Regions from separate parts of the Drosophila melanogaster genome. Here regions 2, 3 and 4 are each linked to region 1. A link is a contact called in public Hi-C and targeted proximity ligation data. All regions are on one chromosome and are shown on one strand. The core of a region is the stretch at or near the end of the contact, and the rest is flanking DNA. Distances in the headings are between cores, read along the strand shown.

Region 1 (6,242 bases), core at 2,617-5,116:
CACTTCGCAATCGTTTCTGTTGATAAGCGAATTTGTTTGTGAGTTGAACATACATAGTATATTGCTAGTGTTGATTTCGCGGTTCGTAGTAATTTATCAATGAATTTGTATACTGTGTGTGCCGACTACTGACTACTTATTGGCAAAGGTCGATTTAATTCTTGAGATAGCTGATTTCGTAATCGCTATATTTAAAGCCTTAAAAGTACATATGTATGTATATGTGTTTAATCAATCACGTTTACGACCCATTGTTAGCTGCCATATCGGTTAATAAAAAGGCCAGGTTATTGGCACACGGGTATTCAGTTGGGAACTCCGTTCGAAGCCTGAAGCAGGTAAATCCAAACACCTTAATATTGATATTGATTAATTTACAAATGGTAGCCGCAGTCACGTTTCTATAAACTTGGGGTAGGTAATGCCTTTCGAAAGTCCAGAATAGGTTGGGCTTAACGTCATCATTCAAAACAGTAACGGTTGGAATTTTATTGCTTCTAATCCCTTGTGTTTAAAATTAGAATGCATAATTAATTATGCTTTGGTAGATCCATCAAACTATTAGCTACAGTCCCCCAAATTATTAGCTGTCCGAACTAAACTCGGGATAAATACAAATGTATACAAATATATAAGTTCAGAAGCTAGCAACGACGAATCCGCCTTATTTGTGAGATAATGCGATTGTGATATGACAATGCCTCCACAACAAACTTATCAAAAAAAAAAAAAAGAACACAATATTTATTCAGGTAGTTGGTGTTCCGTTACCGTTTCCGTAACAAAAGTTCCGTGAGCCCATGGTCATAACTTGGGCTCAATCAAAACAGAAAAAAAGGAGAGCCCGTCGACTCAAATGTATCTGGGGAAACCATCTTTTTTGGCCATTTTGGCCAAAGGCGAAAAAGGGGAAAGAACTAGATACATTCGGGCCTAACCCGGACCTGGGACCGAATTAAGTTGAATTTTCGTTAGTGCTTTCGTTTAATCAGAAAACCGCACACAGACACAGATACAGAAACTCCATGACTTCACCGGCATGTGAGTACCGTGTGCATATTTTCCAGGAATTTTTCCGCCCATATGAATGCGAGTGTGTTTGTGTGCGATGGATTTATAATGGAGCGCTGTTAGTCCGATGTGTGCGAATTTCCAAGAAATCGCCTCTCTTCACATTAAATGTTAATATTATTATTTTCGTTATTATCGCTCTCGGGCCTAGATAATCAGCACCGACCCACACCCCCCCCCCCCCTCCGCCACCGCCACCACTCGTGCGTGATAAGCGAGATAACAAATTCGGGCGTAAACGTAATATAAACAAAATGTGTGCTCCTACGTCAATGGAGATACATATTGTACCACTAGGTAGCCTTCAAGCAGAAGCAGCCCCGTCGAACATAATCAGTCACGAACTTTGAATTTGTTTTACTGGAAACGCTAATTAAAGTTCCATATATCGCACTGGCATTTGAATGCCGCATCGCCTTGAAAGATGAGCGGCGTTTTTTTTTTGTTTGTTTATCACTTTCGACCCGCGGCGCGATGAATGGGCGAATTTCGAATCCGAGTGCCCGAAGCGTAATAAATCCCATTTCAATTTTCCTGCGAAAAAATATATCAAAACGGCATACACTTTCCCAAGATCCCCAACGCGAACACCCCCCATGCCCCATGCCCCATGCCCCACTTGCCCCACTCCAGTTTCTTTGGCACTTTACTGCTCCGCTTTGCATGTGATTTTATTTTCGAGCGAACTTCATTTGCGAATTCCCAGTAAATGCAAAGCAAAATGGAAACAAAAAGAGAAATACACAAAATATAAGCAGCGATGTCGGCGGCAACAAAAAGTAATTGAATTCGCTTTAAAATCCTACGCCCTCCAACCCGCGGATTTTTCGCTCCTGAGTCGCTGGCTTTTTCATTGTCGTTGAGGTTTCTTCTCGTCGCGAGATTCCTCCGCATGGCAACTGGGTCCACTGGCTGCTTCACAAGTCTCCGCCATATGTATAATAAAATACATATTTATTTATTTTGTACTATATCGCAGTGACAACTTCGTGATCATGTCGTTAGCATGCGCGATTAGTGCTACTACTACTGCAATAAATAGATTCTGATTTTACATTTTATAGCTTTACTAGAAACATAAGAATTACACCTATAATATTGCTCCCATTTAAATGAAAAACTGAAATCTGGAAGTTAATCATTCCGTAGAGTATTCAGCTGCTTGCTTGACTCCTGTTCCCAACTCGCTTTTTGCACTAGCCCACAGTGCGTTCCCCATACGCCCCGTTGACCGCAATTCGTGTTGCTGTTGCTTTTGCTGCTTTGTTGTGACAATTTCTGCGTAATACATAATACCAACAGTGGGACAGCCAGCTAAGCCATGGCTCAAATGTTGTTGGCCAAGTTAGCTGAGAAGGTTACAAAAACTCATTTCGAGTGCCGGGCTACAAATGGTTTTTTAATAACGGGCCTTGACGAAGGGGCGCGGCCCATGTACGAAAATTATTCACTTACAGATAATAAGATTGGATTTGAATTGTTTGCACTTTTGCACATGGAAAAAATCCCAGTACAAATTGGCAATTCTTGTACAAGTTCATAATTGCTACCCAACCTTTTTTCGCTGTTTATTTGAATATTCACTTCTTGAGTTGTAGACCTATGATACCCCTACATTATTTCAAGTTGTCCGAATGAGCGGGCTTCACAATTTTAAATTAATCTAAATTTGTCATTAATCCATTCATTCGGTTTACGCAAATCTTGTTTCGTATTTATATATTGTCTTTGACTATTTTTAGACACAACGTTTTGCCTACAAATCTGTTATAAATGCAAATAAAATTCACTTTTCTGCTTCACATTTGAATACATTCATATGTATGTATCTCCTCTTGAGTTCTGCAAGTTTTCTCCTACATTTCTGGGCAGTGAATCCCCCGTTCATTAGCAGTCCCTTATTAGCCATTCAAACCACTGCGCGTTGTTGGCTTTCTTTCGCCCATCGCCATCCGTCTCTGGCCGGCAACATTTATCAACATTTTTACCCCGAACAAGTTATGTATTAGATCATTATCCGCATTTGGATTTCTGACGAAATTTCGCATTGTCTGCAGCGGCGCAGAAAAACTTCAGCTGCCACCGCCGGTTGGCTCCGCGTGGCAACTGGCAACTGGCGCGCAGCGGCAGCAGCAGCGGCGGAGTGAAAGAAAAACAAAAGTAAAAAGGTAAAGAGGGAAAGTTCAGCTCGACGAGCCCTCCAAATACTCGGTAGGCAGAAATGCACGGGGCTGTGTGTAGTTTACTCGGGATTCGGTCCCTAGGACAGCCTGCTGCTACTCATTGTCTGGGTGACTCATGGAACGCCTTGTCCTACCTACGGATACCCTCGAGGTGCACTGAGCGAAAAGCCTTCGTTTTGGGTATTAGGATATCACATTAAAGCCATGCTTATCTTATTCCATTTTTATTAACTTGACAGAAGTAAATTTAGGGTTTGTTTGTTCACGTTTATCCTTTCTTATTGATATAATATATGGAATTTTCTCAGTGTAGTCGTCCATGCGGATCCAGTCCCTCTTGCCTGACCCGAGTTCAGTATCTCAGTATCTGCCGTTTCAGTTTTGTATTTCCATTGAAAAATTTTGTTAGCTGGCTGCCGTCTCATGCGGGTCTCTTGGAATCTGAAGTTGAATCTTGAGTTCAAGTCACTCTTTTTGTATTTCATCATAGTCGTAAATACACAGCAAACAGCAAAAGTTGACGGAGTCGCTGAGTCTTTCGATCGGGGGAAAAATGATAATAATTATCTGCGGTTAATGCGAACGATCGTGTCAAACGTTAGACAGAATGTATTGATTACTCACTCACTCACTCACCTGATCCAATCGTACGATTTGAATGCGATAAATTGCCTGTGGCACGTGCGGCATGGAGTCGTGCATGAAAAGTGAGAAGAAAAAAAGTATCTATGTATCTATAAGTGTGCAAATTACCGTTAGGCGGCCAACGGTGCATACAAATCGAATCGCTGGGGCCATTATGATCCATCGAACACCCTATAATTTCGACGCCAGTGGCGGCCGCACTCATACATATCGTTTTCCGGCTAAAACACTTAATTTATAATTTCTCGATTCTCGTTAAAAAGCTGCAATTTTTGACTGTTTACCGCTTGCGGGTCGCATTTCCGGGAAGCAACTTGAATATTTTCCCTTCCATTTTTGGGAAAAGTGGTGAGAATATATGCACTGTTAATTGCTTGAATTGTTCAACAAGGTTTCCCATTTCTGTGTTTGATTAGGCGCAAACATATGACGCGACTGTACGTACAAATGTATGCACATACATACATATGGATACTCACAGGCGACTCGTTAGGTGATTAACACAAGGGAATTCCACGGAAATCGTTCAGGGTTGATATCAGTCGCTAAGGTCGAACAACGTTCGATAAGTTTGAAGTGATAGACGCTCGTCTGCAATCATTGTTCCAGCGAATTTCCCCATTTGCGGCCCACCCAAATCAAGTCGTATTATATGGGCGAGGGAATTCTGCCAAACTCCCCACTACAATTGCCGCAGGATTCCCGGAATTGATAATCATTGTTTCCGCCCAAGTCCTGGCCGTAGTGTACGTACATACGTACACACATACTCGTTGATTACATTTTGCGGCCTTGTTTTTGGTAATTTTCAATTCATCGCCGCCATAAACAATCTTGACTAAGTTCACATAAACATCGCAATCTTAATCGTTAGCGCGAATACTGAGTTTATGGTCAAAATAAGGCGTATTTTATGGGCGAGTGCGTGCTTGGCAGCCTTTAAATATCGAACAGATAAGGGGAACTTGGAATAATAAAATATGTCCGATTTCTAATTAAGGCAATCTCGCATTTCCCTGAATTCGCAATTGATTGTTGCGCAGAATATTATCTTCTTCTGGGTCATTAAAATATGGATTCCTAAACCGCCTGTACTATGTATGTAGCATTTGAATTCAAAGAATCTAAACATAAGTTCAAGCCAGTTGTTAAGGTATCTATCAAAAGTATCTATATACTGATTAAATGTACTCAGTGTAAAAACCCAGGAAGTTACTGGATTCATTATTACCTCACAACCATGACAGTTCATTATCGATCAATCAGAGGGCCTTATTGGCCAATCGGTGATCCAATTATTTCGCCATTGAGGGAAAAGCCACCTGCAGCAAAAAAAGAAACAGCGGTGACATACTCATACTCATCGCCGTGTTTCCGACTCCGGGTAACTACCAAGAATTCCTACCACTAACAGATGAGTCAGTACATAGTCTAACCAATGCTTTGTACGTGTACCTTGGCCATCATGCCGTATATGGTTCAAGTTGGAAGCTCGATGACGCATCCTGGTGATGCGGGTGCGATAAGGACTTGTCAGTGCGATTTCACTTGCCCGCCAGAACACCCAGTTCCCAGAGAGACGTAATGACGTGCACACGAATTATGTAGAATTTAGCTGTGAATAATATAGAATGTTCCATGAATGGAGGAGGTACTTTGTGGGCGCCGTTCAAATGGAGATAAGTAGGGCAGCTTGACCCGCAAGTCAGTCAAATGCGATTGGAATCAAGGATGGAGGCACTACGTGCACGGCGTCGTGTGCACTCGCTTTCCACATTGATTCATCACCTCTCCATGGGCAGGTTTCTAAAAATAGGATGAGCCCATAACGATTTGGTGAACAAATGTTCGAGTGTACTTGCTCTTTGGGGGAGCACTAACTGATGCGTGGGATTGGAATGCCGCTGTTTATCGTCCTCATATGCATGACGAGATCACCCAGATCAACTAGATCCCTCCGGGATGATGAGTCAGTTCGTGGGGGAGATATACACAACTCTGTGCCGCAGAAGATCAGCTGGGGGTAGCTCCATTAATCAAAATAGTTAGACAGTGGCATTTAATTGCCCATTTGACCGGCGAACGAGTAAGTCCCACTCGGAGTGCCACTGTGGTACTTCTCCGTCTGTCCAAGTGGCTAATTAACGCACTGGTGAAGCCCCCGCCAAGTGGATGGACTCATTGCTGTAGGTCAAGACACTTCGCACGCCGTTGGGGGAACTGGGCAAAACTCGTTCCAATCGGAACCCGGCTATTTCTGGATCTTGCGAAATGCGCTGGGTGCTAATATTAACCAAATCGAAACGTGCTAACTGATCTGGTCAATAATTAACTTGAAATTAA
Region 2 (6,242 bases), core at 2,258-4,757, 510 kb before region 1:
TCGCCTGACCTCTCATTTTGCTGGCTCCTTTCCTTTTTCCCGAGGACAAGCAATTATCGCTATTGCTGCGCAGTGCGCACGTATGTGGATCAAAAACTGCTTCAAGTCAAATTGAATTTGTTATTAAAACCCAAATTTACACGCCTCATTCTGATGACATATCTCATCATTCTTCTGCTTCGCTGGAAGCCAATCTTCAATTTCGAACGCAGACGATGGAGATAAGTTGACGTGGTCGCAAATCGCGAGTTTCTACATTCCCTGCGTTGCTAACACATGAAAAACGGAAAATTTTCATCACAACAACCGAATATTTTTTCGCATAAACATGCAAATTTATCACTCAAACGCAGATCTCATCTTCCCCGCCCGTTGCACTCATCTGCTGAATGAGTAATTTGCATGTAAATATATAAAAGCGAGCATATACTATTTTCCTGTTCGCTTTTTAGCATTTGTTCATGAACTTCGCCGTTGACGAGAACAACAAACTGTCATACAAAGCTTTGCCATTGTTCAAGGAAATTTTCGCAAAACGATGGAGAGGGGCGGTGAAAGGGGCGCCAGACTATTGCCTTCAAGTGACTAACAAGTTTCGTTTACGTCGTATCTGCACTTGGATGAAATAAATACGCTTTCGAAAGTAGATATAATTAATAAAAGTCTTAAAACAAAAAAAAATATATGATCACCAAAAATATATGATCTAAGTCATTGAAGGAACAAATATCTAAAACAGAAATGTAACTTTACATTACGAAATGTATATTCAAAACTCTTGTTTAGATTTCCCAATGTATTTTGTATATTTATGCTTCATTTCTCTACATGCATTATGGTTCTCACTCAAATTTCATTGCGCTCTGGGGAACAAGTTTTGATTTATGACCAAATTGAAATGGCAAACACAATATTTACGTAATAATTCGGTGGAAAAACGCACAGCAAGCCGGTGTATTTGGGTGGGGAAATATATACTACAGCTTTATTTCAACGAGTCGTGGAATAATTAGATTTTATTTGTGGGAAAACGAACAGCAAATGGAAGTGAATTGACACGTGTCTGTTGGCAATAATGCAAAACAAACGCTTTATGACTTAATGTAAAACAAATGTTTCATGACTTCGTGTACGTGAACATTATGAATCACAGGCATTTTTAAACATTAGTTCACTTGGATGACTAAAAGCCAATAAATATGAGCTTGAGGGGGCGGATATGACAATATATCAACAATAAAAAAGGTTCACAAAAAAGCTAGTAAGAAATCAAAATCCGAATAAGCTGCTTAACATTTTTTCTGCAGAATTCAAATGGCGCTAATGCACTTATTGATGGTTTTTATTATAGTTCAGGTTGGTTGATTTTTAAAGTAATGAGCTCAATAATTTAATAATATAATGGAAGATATTGGATGGGTTAATAACGATTTAATTTATTTCCATAAACTATTAAACGATGAAATCATAGTTTCATCGAGTTTAGTCTGTAATTACGCGTATTCATGTTTCTGTTTAAATTTTAAACCTTTAATTTGAAGCCCATTGTGCATGAAATCACCGTGACGTTTGGTAAAAAGTCGTCAGAATATTCTTGCCAGGCTTAAATAATTATTTTCTTGCAATATTTTGTGCACCTCCAAGATCTGCCAAGTCATTCAATTGCCTCAAACAAAAAAAGCCCTCCTGTACGTACTTGTATTTGGCAACTTCATTCAATTTGTGGCATGACTTGCTGCTGTTGCGGCTGCGACTGTTGCTGCTGCTGCGGCTGATGCCGCTGCAAGCCACGTTGCTGATGAGCCACGGCAGCAAGCTGTTGCTGTCATGAGTTGGCAAAAGCCATCGACTGGAGTCTGCCAACCCAATAAGGAAATATTGAAATTGCTTTTGGCAAACACTCAATTGAAAAGGACCCATCGAATTGCCCACCCATTGAACTTGCGACCCAAACTGCAACATAGTTGTGGGAAATTATGTAGAACGACTTCGGGTCGGATACATAAATTTATATGCGAGCAGATACACGGGCTCATTTAAATCAAATTCCCACAGGCCACGTCAATTATGTGGAGCAGCAACAAGTGGTTACCTGTAGGATCCCACTTTGCTCCATTGCTGTGGAAAATTGCCTCCGGTGCGACAACAGCAGCAACTGCAATGCATTTTAGCCTCTTTTTTGCTACCCTTTTTACACAATTTACATTTTTTTCAACTTTGGCATGCAATGGGCGTGATTAACAACTTCCCCTTGTCGCCGAGGAGTGAAGTGAGTGGATGATGGCAAATTGCCTTGATTCACTTGGTTAGGCATTGAAACTGACACTTTCGAGGCAACCTGGCTAAAACTCTAACTGCTCGATAAAGCCATGGCAAAAAGAGAGACTGCGTTATGCGCAATGGAATTAATGACTGATTGACACACCAATCGTTATGAAAGCCTGGCTCCCAACGTGGTAACTGAAGTCTTAAATTACAAACAATAAACGGTGGGAAGTGAGTCCATGGGAGTGGTTAGCTTGTGGGCTTTCATTGATTGACTATTTCCTTTTTTAAAAACCATGATTTGTCAGGGATTTGCATATCTATAAACATGTATAAATTAGGCACTCTTTTACTAAAGACTTCAAGTTCACGTTACCTATCCTTGCGAATGAGGAATCTGTTGTCAGGTGCTCATCTTTTGTTCCACCCGGAGATGCGTAACCGCATTGGAAATCATTGCCCTAAGATCCATTGATAATGCTTCCCATCGAAATCCATTGAAGCGACGCCGATGACGTTGCGATTTTAAAATAGTAAATATTCTTATCAACAGATATAATAAATCAGAATACATTTGTCAGATGGGAACGTAAAACGACAAAAGTAATGCAGATAGCTGCATCTTCAACTTAGGAACCAAAGAATGACCACAAGTATGTAGTTTGGACTGGTTAATGCCCATTAATTTGATGAGTATTTAAAACACATTTCATTTGCTAAAATGTTTTTAAGTGCAGCGCCTTGTCTTGTAGTTTGCTTAGAATTTTTGAATTATTTGACAGATGTCAATATATCTATCATGTTGAGCTAATAGCCTGATAGATACCTTCGCATAATGGGTATTTTTTGGGTACAAAAACTTGCTCCAGACTTTGATAATAACATGGTACAGCCCAGGGGCTGTATAAATTACTATCAGGCCGCTCAGAACAGCCATAAAGAGAAACAGGGAGATAACTGAAGGCGAATGTGAGATGTGATAGTATGCCCGGAATTTTTTTTTTCGATTTTTTCCTCCCGATTCTGTTCGAATTTCGGTTTTGTTATTTTGGTCAGACAAGATTGACTGGCAGTTGTTGCCAGTTGCCAGACGAGAAGAGCGGTGATTCGATCGCGACTTTCGATTTCGTTTGGCATCTTCATCATTATCAATACCATTATCATTATCGCTATCATCCGCACAGGGGCTGCCAACTCACAGTAATTATCTGCATCGGGGCAGACGTCTTCAGAGAATCGGCTTTAGTTTTCCAGACTTCAGGCAACAGTCTGTCAGGGCACTTCGAAGTCGCAACATCATCAACATAATGTGGCTGCTGTTGCCTATTCTGCTATATTCGGCGGTATTCCTCTCGGTGCGGCACATTTACAGCCACTGGCGACGCAGGGGATTCCCCTCGGAAAAGGCCGGCATTACGTGGAGTTTCCTGCAAAAGGCCTACAGACGGGAGTTCCGACACGTGGAGGCCATCTGTGAGGCCTACCAGTCGGGCAAGGATCGGCTTCTGGGCATCTACTGCTTCTTCAGGCCTGTCCTTCTGGTGCGAAATGTGGAGCTAGCCCAGACGATTCTGCAGCAATCAAATGGACACTTCAGCGAACTGAAGTGGGACTATATCTCGGGTTATCGCAGGTTCAATTTGCTGGAGAAACTGGCGCCCATGTTTGGCACCAAACGATTGTCCGAGATGTTCGGGCAGGTCCAGAAAGTGGGTGATCATTTAATTCACCATTTGCTGGACAGGCAAGGCCAAGGATGTCCACAGGAAGTGGATATCCAGCAAAAACTCAGAGTGTAAGAAGAGGCACAAGTCTTCTCGGCATAAACGGTGTTAATATTCTTTTCCCTCTTAGTTATTCCGTCAACATAATTGCCAATCTGATTTACGGCTTGGACATTAATAACTTTGAGCACGAGGATCATATCTTGACCAGCTACCTGAGCCATAGTCAGGCCTCGATACAATCCTTGTAAGTACACATAATGGGAATTCCAACTTGAAGCATTCCTACATTTCCATTCTAACTTCAGCACTTTGGGTCGCCTGCCGCAGAAATCTTCATATACCTACCGCTTAAGAGATCTCATTAAACAAAGCGTTGAACTACGAGAAGATCATGGACTGATACGTAAAGATATTCTACAACTACTAGTCAGATTTAGAAATGGCAACGAAGTTAGCGGCGATAAATGGCAACTAGAACCGATTAATGGTAAGTTTTGAAGTTTGCATTGTGAAAAGCTGTACTAATTCGTTATTTCTAGATGCAGACAAACTGTTGTCCATCAAACGCTTGGCCAAAGTTGCCGAGGATCTCTTGAAAGTATCTCTAGATGCAGTAGCTTCAACTGTAACCTTCACTCTCTTGGAAATCCTGCAAGAACCTTTAATAGTGGAAAAACTGAGAGCGGAAATAAAGGAGCTAAGCAATGAAAATGGTCAGCTCAAATTTGAAGAGCTTAATGGTCTTAGGTATATGGACATGTGCTTGAAAGGTATGTTTAATTTTTAGAAATGTTTGAGTGATTTTGACATCTGTCTAACAATTTTACAGAAACTCTTCGCAAATATCCACCTCTACCCATTATTGAACGTGTTTGCCGCAAAAGTTATTCGCTACCCAATTCAAAATTCACAATTGATGAGGGAAAGACTTTGATGGTGCCTCTACTGGCTATGCACCGAGATGAAAAATACTTCAGTGAGCCTATGAAATACAAGCCACTTCGATTTCTGCAAACTGCCAACGATGTGGGCCAATGTGAAGACAAGACAAAGAGCAATGTTTTTATAGGATTTGGCATTGGGGGATCGCAGTGTGTGGGTACGTATAGGATTCAAATTATTTTAGCAATGTTCAGACAATATTTTTCTCATCGTAATTACAGGACAGAACTTTGCAAAGTTGGTAATTAAAGTGGCCCTGATCAAATTACTCCAAAACTTTCATTTGGAATTGGATGCGAACCAGGTGAAGACCCTTAAAGTTTCCCACCGGCCAGCTCCTTTTATACACACAAAGGATGGGCTGAAAGTCAAATTGAAGAGACGCGAAATAAACACGAAATTTTACAGCTAAACTAAGTTAAGCTAAGTTAAGTTCTTTAATTTGAGCATTTTTTCCAACACTTTGTCGTGTGTGCGCGACACCTGAAATTATGCTATAAATAAAATTCAGTATATTATGGTCACAGTTTCCCCTTCTCGTCCTTGTTGCTGCTGTTGTTTTTGTATATGTCTGGTCGTGTTTGCTTCGTTCGCTTCGTTAACTTTGCAAAATGCCAAAAGGTCCCGGCGCTCACGGTGCGTATAAGTAACGTTACACAACGCCAAACTCGACGCATTAAATTAGTCATTCCTATGTGCCCCCGTTGTTGTTGTTTACGCCAACACGGATATAAAGACCCGATTCTAGAGAGTGAGATAGATAAGGGGGGATGGCATAGATGGCAGATATCATCTCGGGCGGAAAAGACATGTGCTTTCATTCGAGTTTATCATTAAATTTGATTTGCTTTGTTGCCAATCCAACATGACAGCCGCCTGGATACCAATAGTCTGCCGAAATATGTAAGCTTAAGTCAAGTCCGTTTGTCCACTTCAAGTACTCAATTTGCCTGCCCAACACTTCGAGAAAAAAAATTGCCAGGAAATTAAATCACAGCACAAAAACAATCTAATGTAGCTTTAAATCAATAGACCGAAGTTCCTTTCACAAATAGCTCCACATAGAAATCACCATTACTTTTGCCACTAATTTATTTTCCCCCAGTGTACCAATCCAGTTCGAGTATGTTCGTAGGAGTGGCAATCAGGGCCGAAAGGCGCCTCTAATGATGCCGCAATTAGGCCGCATTATGGACACATTTATCATCCACAGACCGGACCGGGGAAACGGAATGCGAGATAGAGATGTCACAAACAAATGACTCTAATGAGTGCGTAAAGTGTTTTACATTAATGAAAACTTTTTGG
Region 3 (6,242 bases), core at 1,072-3,571, 480 kb before region 1:
TCAACTGCGACTGAAAACATTTATCTTAGAGAAATTGCGCACTGTGCGAAGAATCAGCGGAAGCGAAAACAGTTCTCCAATGCGAAATCAACTCAATTACTTGGCATATTTGTTTCAGATCACAAACTCAAATCAAATGACGACATTCGCTCTAGACAAGTTCAAGGTGATGCCGTCTGACTCGTTCTCCTTATTCCATTCAATTTCAATTAAATTCACGGAAAATTTAAAAGTTCACTGCGAGCAAAATTGAATCGCTCGCGCTCCAATGGGCTGACCTACCGCAGTCGAAATCTCCCCAGTCCATCGCATTGCAATCTTCTCGCCGGGTATTAAATTTCCAACTCATTAAAATTTGCACACTGTCTGGCTGGAGTGGCAGTGGCAGTGGCAGTGGACCGACCGACAGACTATACACGGTTAAGGGTTGTCCGTCCGGGACTTCATGTCCCAGCTACAGCTCCTCCATTCCCATCCGCATCCCAGCTCCTGCGCTTTTCCCAGCTGAAGGGGCACATAACTGGGATGAAGCCTTTTCATTTATAAATGAAGTGCATAAAAATGCCTTCAGCCGATGTGAGAAACGTGAAGAAGTCCCGAGCATTCGGGAGCATTGCTCTGCATTAACCCCCACCAATAACTCATGTCTGAGCTTAATCAGAACCTTTTGACTTATCAATTAGGAATTCTAGAGTGATTCACTTGCCTCGCTAATTGATATCAATTGTTTGGGTTCCGGAAGGTCGGTCGGCCGGCAACGGAAGTGGGAATTATTTACAGAATCTTATCTTATCCGCTCGCAATCCGCGTCATATACATTATATACATATTGTAATTATGGTGGGACAAAAATATCGACTGGTTGCGTCAGTTCGGTCAACCCACGCGGCGTAAACAATAAACAATGAGTCGAATTTGGCAAAAACAAAATACAAATTGCGCCAAATTGAGTGAGAGATGCTCACTCGAAAAACTCATAATTGGAGGGGTTCCTACAAAAGGTCAGCCCGACAATTGGAGAACCACTCGAACAAAACAACTGAACGGAACAAAAACAAACTGGCGAAAAATACTTATATATATAAAAGCAAAAAGCTAATGACAAAGCGAAGCAATAAAAATTAGAAGTTTGTGGCAAGATTAAACGTTTTCTCAAATGCCCTAGGCTAGAAAGGGTATACTGACATAGTACAGGAAGTTCGTAATAAGGGTAGAAAAATGGCCGGATATTATTCATAACTTAGTTGGCCAACTAGAGCAGGAAGACTGAGTAAATTAAATGAAATTATTATTTGCTTAAGAAATGTTCAACTAAATATTTAATCAAAATATTATAATAATTCGGTAGATTTGACCTTTAGCAAATAATTTAAAAAGTCGATAAATTAAACAGCCGGAAATTATTTATTTAAATTTAAATTTATTATAAGTAAGGTATCTGCTTATTCCCTAATAACTCTATGATAGTAGCTTCGCTTTTCTTGAGTCAGCTTTTCTCATGTTTTCCAAGCATTTTACTTCCTTTTCAACCACGACGACGACAAGCCCTTTTTTCGCTGTTGTGCGTTGTTTGGCTTGTTCTTCTGGGGCGTTTGTTTTGGGTGGGAAGCATTTAACTTGGCTAAAAGCGGCATTAGTGCGATGTATGGGGCGTGTTCCGCCCGAAGGGAAGGCAGCCAATTAATTTTTTAATGGCTTAGACGAAATGACTGACTTTGGGGTTATTACAAAAAGAAAACGACAAAAGAGCGACAGAAAAGTTTTTCTTTTTCAGTTGGAAATTGTCAATTAGTAAAGTGCCTGCCAGGAATTGGCAATTTTTAAACTCCTTCAGGACACGCCCTCGCCGCCCCATTTTGTTTCTTTTTCCTTTTTTTTTTTATTAGAATCTAAGTTACTTGTGCCCAGCATTTTTATGATGTTTAATCTAATTTCTATTTTACGATCTGGGCTTTTTTTTACGGTCGTTTGCCTAACGACCTGAGCGCTGAAATAAGTTAACCGCAAAAAGATTTTGCCACTGGCTTGGTCAGGCATTTTTTTTTAGATTGTTGAGGTACATTTTTTATTTATTTAAGAGCGGTGGTCCAGGGCTTCGGACCACAGCAATTTGTTTTGATTGAATGAAATATCAAAAACGTGACCTGGCCGTGCACTTTGAGCAATCCAGCAAACCGAAAAGAAGCAAATATATAATTCAGCGAAAGAGAGAGAGGTATAGAGCGGTCGAAAGAGATGGATGGAGGGCCATGCTCACCGCCTAAATGAAATGCATGCAAATTGAGCGTGAACAACCGCTAAACCGCTCTAACCCGCAAGCACGTGCGGGTGATTGAGCTGGCGGAGAGAAAGAGGGAGAGAGAGAGAGAGAGAGAGAGAGAGGGGGGGGGCTGCAGGGCGACCGAAAGAGGGGGAATGATTGTAAGAAAGTGATGGCGGGGGGCAGAGATAATTCTATCTAGCTTGGCGAGACTGATGTTCATTGCCCGATAAGTGTTCAATGATTAGTAATCTCAATATATTTCGCCAGCATCTCGATAACTCACTTCTTGCCAACTCTTTCTGCATGTCCTCCCTTCACTCCTAATCGTGTTCAAGTGGCCAGTTAATCCTGGCAGCTTCCTGTGCCAAGGAGTTAAGACCCATGTGTGCGTAAGAGTGTTTTTAGTAGCTGGTTTGAATACTTCATCAGATTCATGATTCTTTTACATGCATTGCACTTCCGTGAGTGCTTCTACTTTGCAACGAGGGCTGTTCGAGGAGTTGCAATGAAGACTGAATTGATTGGTTAAAGACAAATCGTTCATTATTTTTTTTACTAATAATAATATAAACCCTATAACCGTTGAGGTTAATAAATAAAGCTTTTACTTTCTTGCTATGTCCCATTTAAATAACAGATTCGATCACCTAATCCAATCTGTTTTTATCTCACCATGACTTTAGCGCTCAACAATCCGTCGTGCTTATCGACGATAATCTACATCCTTTGCTTGTTCACTGAAAATTTATTCATCTGCAGCGATGATAACTTCATTGAACCGCCCACGCCGCTGGTTCCCTCGTTTTTGCTAAGCTCTGTTGGAACGCTTTGGCCAACGCCATAACTTTGGCCCAACACCCGCTACAGAGCCACATCTACTCTTTTCGCCATCCAAGACCCCCTTTTTAGGTCTGACCCATCTGTGTTGGCCACATTGTTTGGTTCTCCATCGCCATTTTTTTATGTTTTTATATGCACAGAACAAATTAAGCGGAAATGTAACCTTTTTCAACTAAACTATACAATTTAAGTTGAACTGGAGTTCTGTGAAAAAAAGAAGCTTTTTTATATACTCTATGTCTTACAATAATTTAAATCTAAGTTCAACATTTTGTTTCAGCACCTAACACTTTTAAATGCCTTTTTATTAAATACTCGTTTAGGGGCCAGTGCATTTTGCTCTGTGTACATCTCCTGCGGGTCTCAGCTGCGGTCACACACAACAGCGAACGAAATCTTTACCGCTGCCACAATTGGCAGTCAGTTGGAAGTCCGGGAGCGGTTCCAAAAGGGGTGCGGGGAGTCGCGGTTTTGCAACTCGGAGGACCAGAGGAGCGGACAGCCGGAGAACCGGAGGCGGAGCAGCTGGAGGAGGCCACTTGGTCGCGACCACAGAAGTGACTTAACTCGTTTTAAGCCTTCTCATATGCTCGTCGTTTTTGTCTTTCTCAGTTGCCTGCATCTATTTCATTTCAAACTCCACTAGACATGCCACAACGATGACACTTGACTGAATATTTATGGCCACAAATGGAGCGAAAATAAAATCGCCAAGTCACGGGGCCAGAGACAGAAAAAAAAAATATAACAGTGGAGCAGAAAAAAAGCGGACACACATGGCGATGATTTTTAGATGCGGATGGGCTGCTGCTCCATGTCCGTGGAGGCCATGCCCTTTTTTGGGGCGGGCTGTAACCGTTAGTCCGGCCGACTAGAGCGGCTACCAAAGTCTTATAAGACCACGTCTGCATCCGACTCTAAATCGGGATCTGCGTTCGGTTTCCAATTCCAATTCTTACACAGAACAAAATGTGCCTTAGAATTCGCTTTTTTTAACAATAAGTGTTATTGTGTCAGAATTAATCCTATATTTTTCAAAGGCTGATCTAATCTCAATGTATATATAATCCTTTAGCTTGAAAAAATATTGCCTGCCTTACTCCAAGCTCAAAATATATACTTGAAAAATGTATTTTCTGTGCCCAAAATTGCCACGTTTAGTGATTTTTCGAGCCCTTTTTGGCGATCTCTATATTTATCTTCACTTATATGGCACATGAAAGTCTGCTCTCATTGAGTCTCAAATATTTGCGCTTATACAAATATGTTGCTTTTGTTTTATCAGCTTGTTTATTCAGTGATTATAGGTTTTTGTTTTTCCCATATATATTTTTTTGTACGAGCTGAGTCGACAAAAGCGGGTTCGACTACGGTGTTTGGTTAGGTTTTCGGGTTGCTAGGAGAGAGCAGGGAGAGTACTTTAGCTTTAAGCCTATCTGAATGACCGCCATGTACTCGCTGGCAAATATGTAATGAAGCATAAGCAATTATGATAATGTCGTTTGAGTTTGTGTTCCGCTTTTGCGGCTGCTTCGCGGCTTATCAGCAGTTGGGTGGTGGGGCGGTGCACAAGACACTGGCAGTTTCGAAAATGTTGACAGAATTGTAAAAACCCGAAAAATGCGAGAGGAAAAGAATGCTGGCTGATTAAATCAGAAAAATAAATATGTTAAGGTCACCAGGGTTTTCGATTTTAGTTTAGCAAAATTCCAGCATTAAATATATCAATATTTAAATGGAAATAGTCGTCTTATTTATGAAATATTATTTAGTTAATATTAGCATGACCTACAATCTGTATTGTGATTGCAAAACTACAACAGCAACACTGTTCTCTAAATGAATAGAAGTTCTCTGAAATTCAAAATAACTCTCATCTCCCATCGAAAGCAAAATAGAAACGAAAACATTAAGGAATACATAACGAAAAGTGTCTACGACTGACTTGAACAAATGGCTCTTTCATTTATCAATTTTATTCATACTTCTCTGGAAATTTGTGTTCATTGGACATTTTCTCATGAATGTCACGTTCACAGTTGAAATGCACAAATTTTTGTTGATATTTACGTTTATTTTTTATTTGCATTTCATATAATTTTTTTTTTTTATTTTGGTTGTGACGCTTTCGAAGTATTGAGTTGTGAGTTCCCTGCCCCAGGTCGAAGCAATTTGAGCCAAAGTTTTGCCAGGTGCCACGGAAAAGTTGTGGTAGTTTCGAACAGCCCGCAGACCCGCTAGCAATTTATGCAAATCAAAATGGATCTAACCGAAGCAATAACTCCATCGAATGGCTCAACCGCTCGAGAGAAAGAGACCCGACCCGAGGCGAGGCTAAATTAAAACTCTCGCTTTGTGGCACTTTGCACCCATTGAACCTCAAAGATAGTTTGACACTCGACACCGAACACCGAGCACGGAGCACGGAGCAGCGAGTGGCAGGAACGTTTATCTAAAGTTCAACAACTTATGCAAATAATGCCGGGAGACGCATCGGATTGAGTGTGTGCCTGGGATGAGTGTGCTTCAATCAATGCCAATGCCTCGTGTGGAAGCACTTTTATGTGCAGGAATTTCATCCCATCCCATCCATCGTGATTGCCAACCGCAATTGTAATTCTCAATGAGCTATCTTCAATCATTTCTCGTCTTTCATGTCTGTTCCTTCACCGCTTGGTTTTCTCTTGATGATTAATATTTTTCCACACATGCGTCCATTTTTCTAATGCGATTACTCACCACTTGGTCAGTATACAATGTTTTCTTAGGTCTAACCTGCAAGGTAAATCAGCTTAGGTCTCTAGCATACGTGTCAAAGGTTAACCCATCACTTGGAGACTCGAAAATGATGGTTGAGATCTCCATTTGTTTGTCACTTGAGATTGTTAGCCAAGTAAATATTGAGCTATCAGTCCGTGCCAGTTGGTGGCAATTTGTTAAAGATTCGGGGTAGTGGAAATATATCACACTTTGGAAAACACATGTTGGGAGTTGATAAAGCAAACAACGATAAAACACACACGACTCTCTTTAGTTTGTGGTGCGAAATGTCAGAAAACCTCTTTTGATTTTTTTGAATTCCCCAATTCCCAGGGTAAATATTTTGAACCTACCAAAAGATGATAACATGTAGACCCGG
Region 4 (6,242 bases), core at 1,199-3,698, 420 kb before region 1:
ACTTTGTGGTATGTGCTATGTGGCATTATCTTATCTCTGCACAACGTGCATGTCAGCATTTAAACGACGCATTAGCCACCAGCCATAAGCCAACTCCATGCACTTTGCTCTATCGAGTTATCAAGTCCCCAAAGATACGAAAGTTTGGGACGAAAAGAAAAGTGTTTGGCATGCCGCACAGCCGCACTGAAAAGGCAAACAAACACTCACGGATACTTTTAAGTTTGAGGTTGTTTTGTATGCCAAACAATTACCCCAACTTAAGCAAAAGAAAAGCACACGATTTTCGGGCTATGAAAACCACACAGCTACATAAGTTTGGCGTTGGTTTTATGATGCCATGAAGAAACAAGTTTCATAATGTTTTAGCCCAACTGGGTTTAGAGCTGAACATTGTTATTATTTACCAATTTAAATAGGAAGTAAAAATTTAATTTAAAATGCTTAAGACCACCAGGTGTGCACAAAGTAGTCTAAGATCTTATATGCCTCACACCTTTTATGTAGGGGCTTATAAAGTTAGCAGAAATGTAAAGTCATTTTTCAAATAAGGAGCTCAGCTTCTGACAAGCTGTATTAAAAGGCAGATTTGTGATTAAGATCGCATTTAACCGGCTTAGATACAGTTTATACTTTATGGCCTGCCATACACAACTTTCAGCTATGGTTATGGCCCTACAGCCTTTTAGAGTGTGTACACAAAAAACGAATGACAAACGAAATATATTAAGATTGCAAAGCATCATCTTAGTTGGCGGCAGCGCAGAAATATTAAAAATGCCAAACAGGTCGCAACTTTTTCTTATGTACTTTTTGGCTGATTGATTTGTTGCCTGTCGTTTGGGCCGCTCCACTCACAGCTCCATGATGGCCATGGTGTGGGTGTTGGCCACATAGTGATGAACGAACGCCCCACAGATCTCACCTAGATTCGCTGCGCTCTCCTTTTTTATTTCCCCCGTTTCTTTCTTTTTCGTTTTGGCCAGGCCAATTTGAGGCCTCTGTTTGCCAAGTTGCTCCGCTCGTGTTTTATTGTTTACCGGGCTCTCTAGCTGCCTGTTGTTTACCCATCGTCAGCTGCTGTTTGATTTGCAACAATAATTTTTGTTTACGGTTTATAGGGCCGCAGCGAAGGTGGATTGTTATTATTTAGATGATTACGCATTTTATAGTCACAAAACGGTCAACGTTTTCGTGATATGCGTTTCGTATTAATTATGAATTATTATTCCTTGGGCACTTCTTTTTTTCGTTTTTTTTTTTTTTCATTTTTGGTAATTTTTGTGGTTTTTTGAGAGGGCAAGTTGCGAAATTGATTGGGCAAGTGCTGAAGTAGTCCAATGACAATTACGAGGGCATTTTTAATTAGAGTATATGTTTATGCCAAAAAATGGGGGAAGGTCATTTAACCTAAGGGATTGATTATAAAGTAGTTAAATTATAAAATTGCAATTTAAAACTGAGATGCTATGCAATTAGCGATCAGTAGTGTATCGGAAACTATCCAACTCGAAATGGCGAAATCGGTTGAACATTTGTAAATCCGTTACCTTACTACAGTGCTGTTCTGCCTCTAATAGTGAGCTTATCTAATGACTTTTTGCCGTGCCTGCTAACTGTTTGTATTTCATTTCACCATTGTCTTGGCAATGTTTTTTGTGTTTTGCAACCACTAATTGCAAATAAATTGTGCGCAGTTAAATCCGTGGAAGCGGGCCCTGCTCCGGCCGGCCCCTTTCGTTCCCCTCAACACTATCTGTTCCGCCCCTGTCGAGTAATCTCGAACACGCTGATCGACGACTAGGCGCCAACTGACAATGAAATTTCATACAATCAAATTGACAGCCCCATAAACAAAGTAAAAGAAGTGCAAAAAAAAAAATGTCTTGTCAACTAGCAAAGATTTATTTCTTATAATGCTAGAATTTTTAATCTTCTGCAATTTTATGTCACATTTATTTAAATTAAATTATACAAGCACTTAAATTATACAACCACTGAGGCTATTGTATTCATTACACCTCCATCTGGTTAAATATTTAAGTGCACAATTTTTCTGCGTGTACGCACGCGCTTCTTGTTTATTATTTGTATAATTCATTTCTTACATTTCACTTGATGCGTTCACAATCTATTGCTTATCAGGAAATGGAAAACCGAGAAGGGTGTAGGCAGTCCTTACTGTAGAAATGAACTTGTTACTGGTAAATTCATTAAAAACCTAAACGAAATGAAATCAAATGAAATCAAATCAAATCGAATTGAATTGAATCGGTGGCGAGAAACCTTTCGGTAGTCAGTCGGTTGGCGATCGGTTCATTGACTTTTCCACGCCTTGGGCGACTGTTTGAGTGGCGGCGCAGATTTGAAGAGTGGCGTATAAATGTGAGATATAAAGTCAAGGTCGGCCCGGTCTGTTTTCCGCTGATAAGGCGATGGCAGCAATGTGTCGCGATAAGAAAAACCAAACATGAGCCAGCAGCAATGCGCAGAGTAAAGTCATAAACCAGGGCAATCATGCGACGCATACAAGAATACAAGAAGGCAGGCAAACAGTCAGAGGAAAGTTCCTCTACATTGAATGGAATTTCATTCAAAAATTTGGCAATATCACTGCTTATTGCCGATCATATTTTGGCCAAAAAGCACGCATTGTTGTCTCAACAAAAGCTTACTCAGTTCTTTATTTGTCGTGCCTCTTTTAAATTGGCTGCTATAAACGACTTTTGTTGACCTAATGAATATATCCATCCATAATATCCATCGTTTTTAAAGTGCCTTCAAATAAATATATAATTTATGCAAAGCTCTAAGTTCTTTTTGTGTAGGGTTGGTCAACATTTTTATGGGTCATTATATAAATCGAACTTGGGTTATTTGGCACATTCAGTTATTAAATTCTATATATTCTTTGTTAAAACCTCAAATTATATCTTCCAACGTCTCAGGATGCTATAATGTTGTTATAGGTCGGCCAACTTCTGCATATTTTTTTTATAAGCATTTATGAATAGATAGATAGTCTAATGATGTTGCTGTGCTGCTGACTCCATTAATCAAATCTTGTCACTGAGTCATTCACCCATTCAACCGGCATTAATTCACTGCCTTTTTTCGCTGGCGGATGTATTTTGTATTTCGGGCTGTTCAATGTTATCTTCGCATAATTTTTTGTGGAATTTTTCGGTTGGCAATTTCGTGGCTTCACTAAAAAGTTTTTGCCGGATTCGTGGCTCGAGGGTTTTTCCAACGAACCATTTGAAACGGACCCGCAATTAATCTGGCAAATAAATGGTGTTGCAAACGTTAAATGAGTTTCTAGGTAAATCCTATCCTCAAAACTATGAAACTAATTTTTTATGTCTTCAATTGCAGATTTAATTGGAATGGCATCATCCCCAAATAACGCGGCGCCGCCTGTTTTATGGCGGGCGAGACGTAAAATTGGTAAGTTCCAAACCAAAACTCTTGTTCTCATTTTTCCAGCTAATCAATCAACACTGTTTTGGGTCATTAATTCTTGACCAGATTTATGTGCTGAATTTAAAGGCGAAAGCCATCAGGGTTCAGTGCCATTTTTGCATGTTAAAATGTTCATGATCCTGCCTGCCTGAAGATGGGCTAAGAATCTTGCTTTGTGATTGTGCTATAAAATATTAACGAACCCAGGCGCGATTTTAAGTAGCGTAAAATTGAGAACACGGATTCAGACAGAAAGGTTTATGAATTATTGAACAGTCCAAGTGTGCCTGAAATTAGCAAATGAATTTTGGATCAACATCGAAATCAATGGCAATGGATTTGGATTTTTTTCAGTTCTCATTATTTAGTTGGGGTCAAGTGGGGTTTGGATGTCACTAGCCCCCACGAACTTCTGCTCGACTGAAAACAATCATATAAAGTTTTAATTAATTTCAAACAAGCGGCCAAACAAACAGCGGGCCAGCCAAACAAACAAAGCCAACCAACAGAACTAGAGAACTTTGCACAATTTATGGTTGCTGTCGCGTGGCTCCCACGCCCCCTTTTCGCAGCGCCGCCCCTTCGGTACAGTGAACCCCAGACAGGCGGATTTTGTGTTTGCCTTTGTAATGGTAACAAGAAGCAGCAGAATGGACGGACGGCTTGTGGAGAAGACTTGCCACGCTTTGTCAACACTTTTCAGGAAGCGAAAGTCGTCGCTGTCACGCTCCATGTGGTTTATAGGGCCTCCCGCTCACACACACACACTTCGGAGCCTTCATTTCCGTTTCCGTTCTCACAAAAACACTGGCAAACAAAGGCCGAACAAAAAAAAAGTAAAAAGTAAACTTAAGTCATAGACAAATTCAAAAAGATATCTGGTTAGAGGTTCTGAAACCGTTTGTTATCTTTTTGAACTATTTGTAATATTTATTCGTTAATAATGGGCAAAAATTACAATAATTATTTCTCGTAAGATATGTTTTAACAACGATAGAACAGTAATTCGTAAGACTACGCAAATGTGGCACTCAAAAGATTAAGTGATTTTTTGGTCAGACCCCGCATGAAGTAGAATTGAATTTGCCTTTTTTACCGACTTTACTTACTTTACCTTACTTTACTTTGAGTGAAACGGATTCAATATCGTAACTTTTGGAGCTTTTTTTTATTGGCGGAGTAAAAGCTGCCTGAAGTTTATCCAAAGTTTATCTGAATTTGGCGAATTTTGCTTCTGTTTTTGTTCCTGTTTTGGCTCGAAGCCGGTTTTTTTCGGCGTATTTGTGGGCCTGAAGTTATTTTTATTGTCCAACTAACGGTGCATTCTTGGATACAATGGGTTTTGAGTCATGTCACATAAGTGCATATCATCGGGGGACCAAGTAAAACAGCTGTTGTCTTTGTTCGAATCTACAGGGGAATCCAGGAAAAATAAGTTTTATTAATTATCTCATGTTGCTTTTTTCATTGCTCCTCCTAATCTCTTTTATTAATTCGAGCTCACTCGTGTTCGTGTGATAAAGAATGACATAAAAATGTTGAATAATACATATATATTTTTTAATATAAAAGAGAAGAATATTTCGTTAGATAACAGGGTATAAACAACTAAAACGTAAATTTATAACGAAAGCGGTTGTTAAATTATTGTTATTATAAGCCTGAAATCAACAAATGAACTTAAATAAAGGTCATCGGACTTTTCTGTAATTACTCGAAATAGGAAAACACCTTTTGTGTTCTCATTTTCAGACTTTTAGTCTTTGCCTTTGATTATGTATTATATTTTCAAGCAGTCGAATCAATTACGGCCAAGAACGAAAAGGAATATAAAAAAGTCGCACATTTCCCAGGTCACAGAACACAGATACAATTTGTTTTTGCTGATAAGAAATCAGAAAAAAGAAAAATGTAGCGCTATCAACAAGTTGAATGCGAATGCCAGCGCAAAGGGAAAAAGCGCGCTAAGCGAGCGTGTGGAGAGCGGTAAACTAAAAACGGCAAATGTAAATAAAAAGTCAAAAACAAAGAAAATCACTCAGACTCACACACACACTCGCAACGAATTGAGCATTTTGCTTTGTTTATTTTAGGCGAATTCGCCGCGCTTGTTGTTCGCCGCGTATCTGCCAGCTACGTTCGCCGCTCGCACTTCGCCTTAGTATCGCTCAGATATTCAAAGCGTTCGGTTCGCTCGAAAAGAGAACACGCGACAAAAGCGGCCCGAAAATAAATTACATTAAAATACTGCTCTATGGCAACTATCAAAAATAAATAAGGCAATCGATCCAAAACCAAATATATCTGAAATTCGGGCAGAGTTTTGTGCGTGTGTGTAAGGAAAATCAAATTGGAAAATTGCGAATACAAAAGTAATCTTTTCGAGATGAGCCCATGAAACGTATTTAATACGCGATCAACGGTCGCGTGCTCAATTCGCCGATGCGCGTGTGTGTGTGCGTGTCTGTGTGTCGCCAAGGTGTGAAAATATACCCACATATGTACATACATAAATATCTCAGCCGATATAACGAAAAAGTATCTATATACACAACTGCATAATAGCGGTGCCACAATTAACGCAGGCCAAATAAAAGGCGTAAAATTAAGCAAAGCAATTTTGAATTTCTAGATCGTCCGCTAAGTGGCTGGGTAAACTAAATGGTTTTTGTGATCCAACGATCTTTTTTCGCAGAGTATCGTATCTCGTAGTGGGGAAAAATGCATTTTATTCTTTGCAGCTGATCAGCGGCGCCAGTGTTGCCAGCTGTGCATTTTCT

What was found. Hi-C and Micro-C count contacts between places; a contact is called where the count stands out from the background.
Region 2: a contact with region 1 is called in a targeted proximity ligation map of the Kc167 cell line, with 4 times the contacts expected there. A contact is called at or near these places in 2 of 107 Hi-C or Micro-C datasets (both in the S2 cell line) and 1 of 7 datasets of targeted methods (the Kc167 cell line).
Region 3: a Hi-C map of the Kc167 cell line shows a contact between it and region 1, with 4 times the contacts expected there. A contact is called at or near these places in 2 of 107 Hi-C or Micro-C datasets (the Kc167 cell line and the S2 cell line) and 2 of 7 datasets of targeted methods (both in the Kc167 cell line).
Region 4: a contact with region 1 is called in a Hi-C map of the Kc167 cell line, with 4 times the contacts expected there. A contact is called at or near these places in 6 of 107 Hi-C or Micro-C datasets (the Kc167 cell line, the S2 cell line and embryo) and 4 of 7 datasets of targeted methods (the Kc167 cell line and the S2 cell line).

Annotation. Positions count from the first base shown.
Region 1 is chr2L:18,142,722-18,148,963 of dm6, reverse strand. It overlaps lncRNA:CR44478 (long non-coding RNA:CR44478), which reads right to left and starts at 3,866. Exons shown (of 1, transcript NR_124351.1): 1 at 3,465-3,866. The region is part of intron 1 of Socs36E (Suppressor of cytokine signaling at 36E); the gene reads left to right.
Region 2 is chr2L:18,650,275-18,656,516 of dm6, reverse strand. It overlaps Cyp310a1 (Cytochrome P450 310a1), which reads left to right and starts at 3,507. Exons shown (of 6, transcript NM_136047.4): 1 at 3,507-4,060; 2 at 4,120-4,236; 3 at 4,298-4,479; 4 at 4,532-4,762; 5 at 4,822-5,091; 6 at 5,156-5,459. The coding sequence starts at 3,573. The coding sequence ends at 5,346. The region is part of intron 3 of MESR3 (Misexpression suppressor of ras 3); the gene reads right to left.
Region 3 is chr2L:18,625,425-18,631,666 of dm6, reverse strand. All of the region lies in intron 1 of MESR3 (Misexpression suppressor of ras 3), which reads right to left. Among named protein-coding and RNA genes, the nearest start is that of MESR3, 11 kb to the right of the region's middle.
Region 4 is chr2L:18,562,582-18,568,823 of dm6, reverse strand. Pde11 (Phosphodiesterase 11) reads left to right here. Exons shown (of 18, transcript NM_001299116.1): 3 at 3,376-3,447. The coding sequence starts at 3,387. Among named protein-coding and RNA genes, the nearest start is that of Pde11, 25 kb to the left of the region's middle.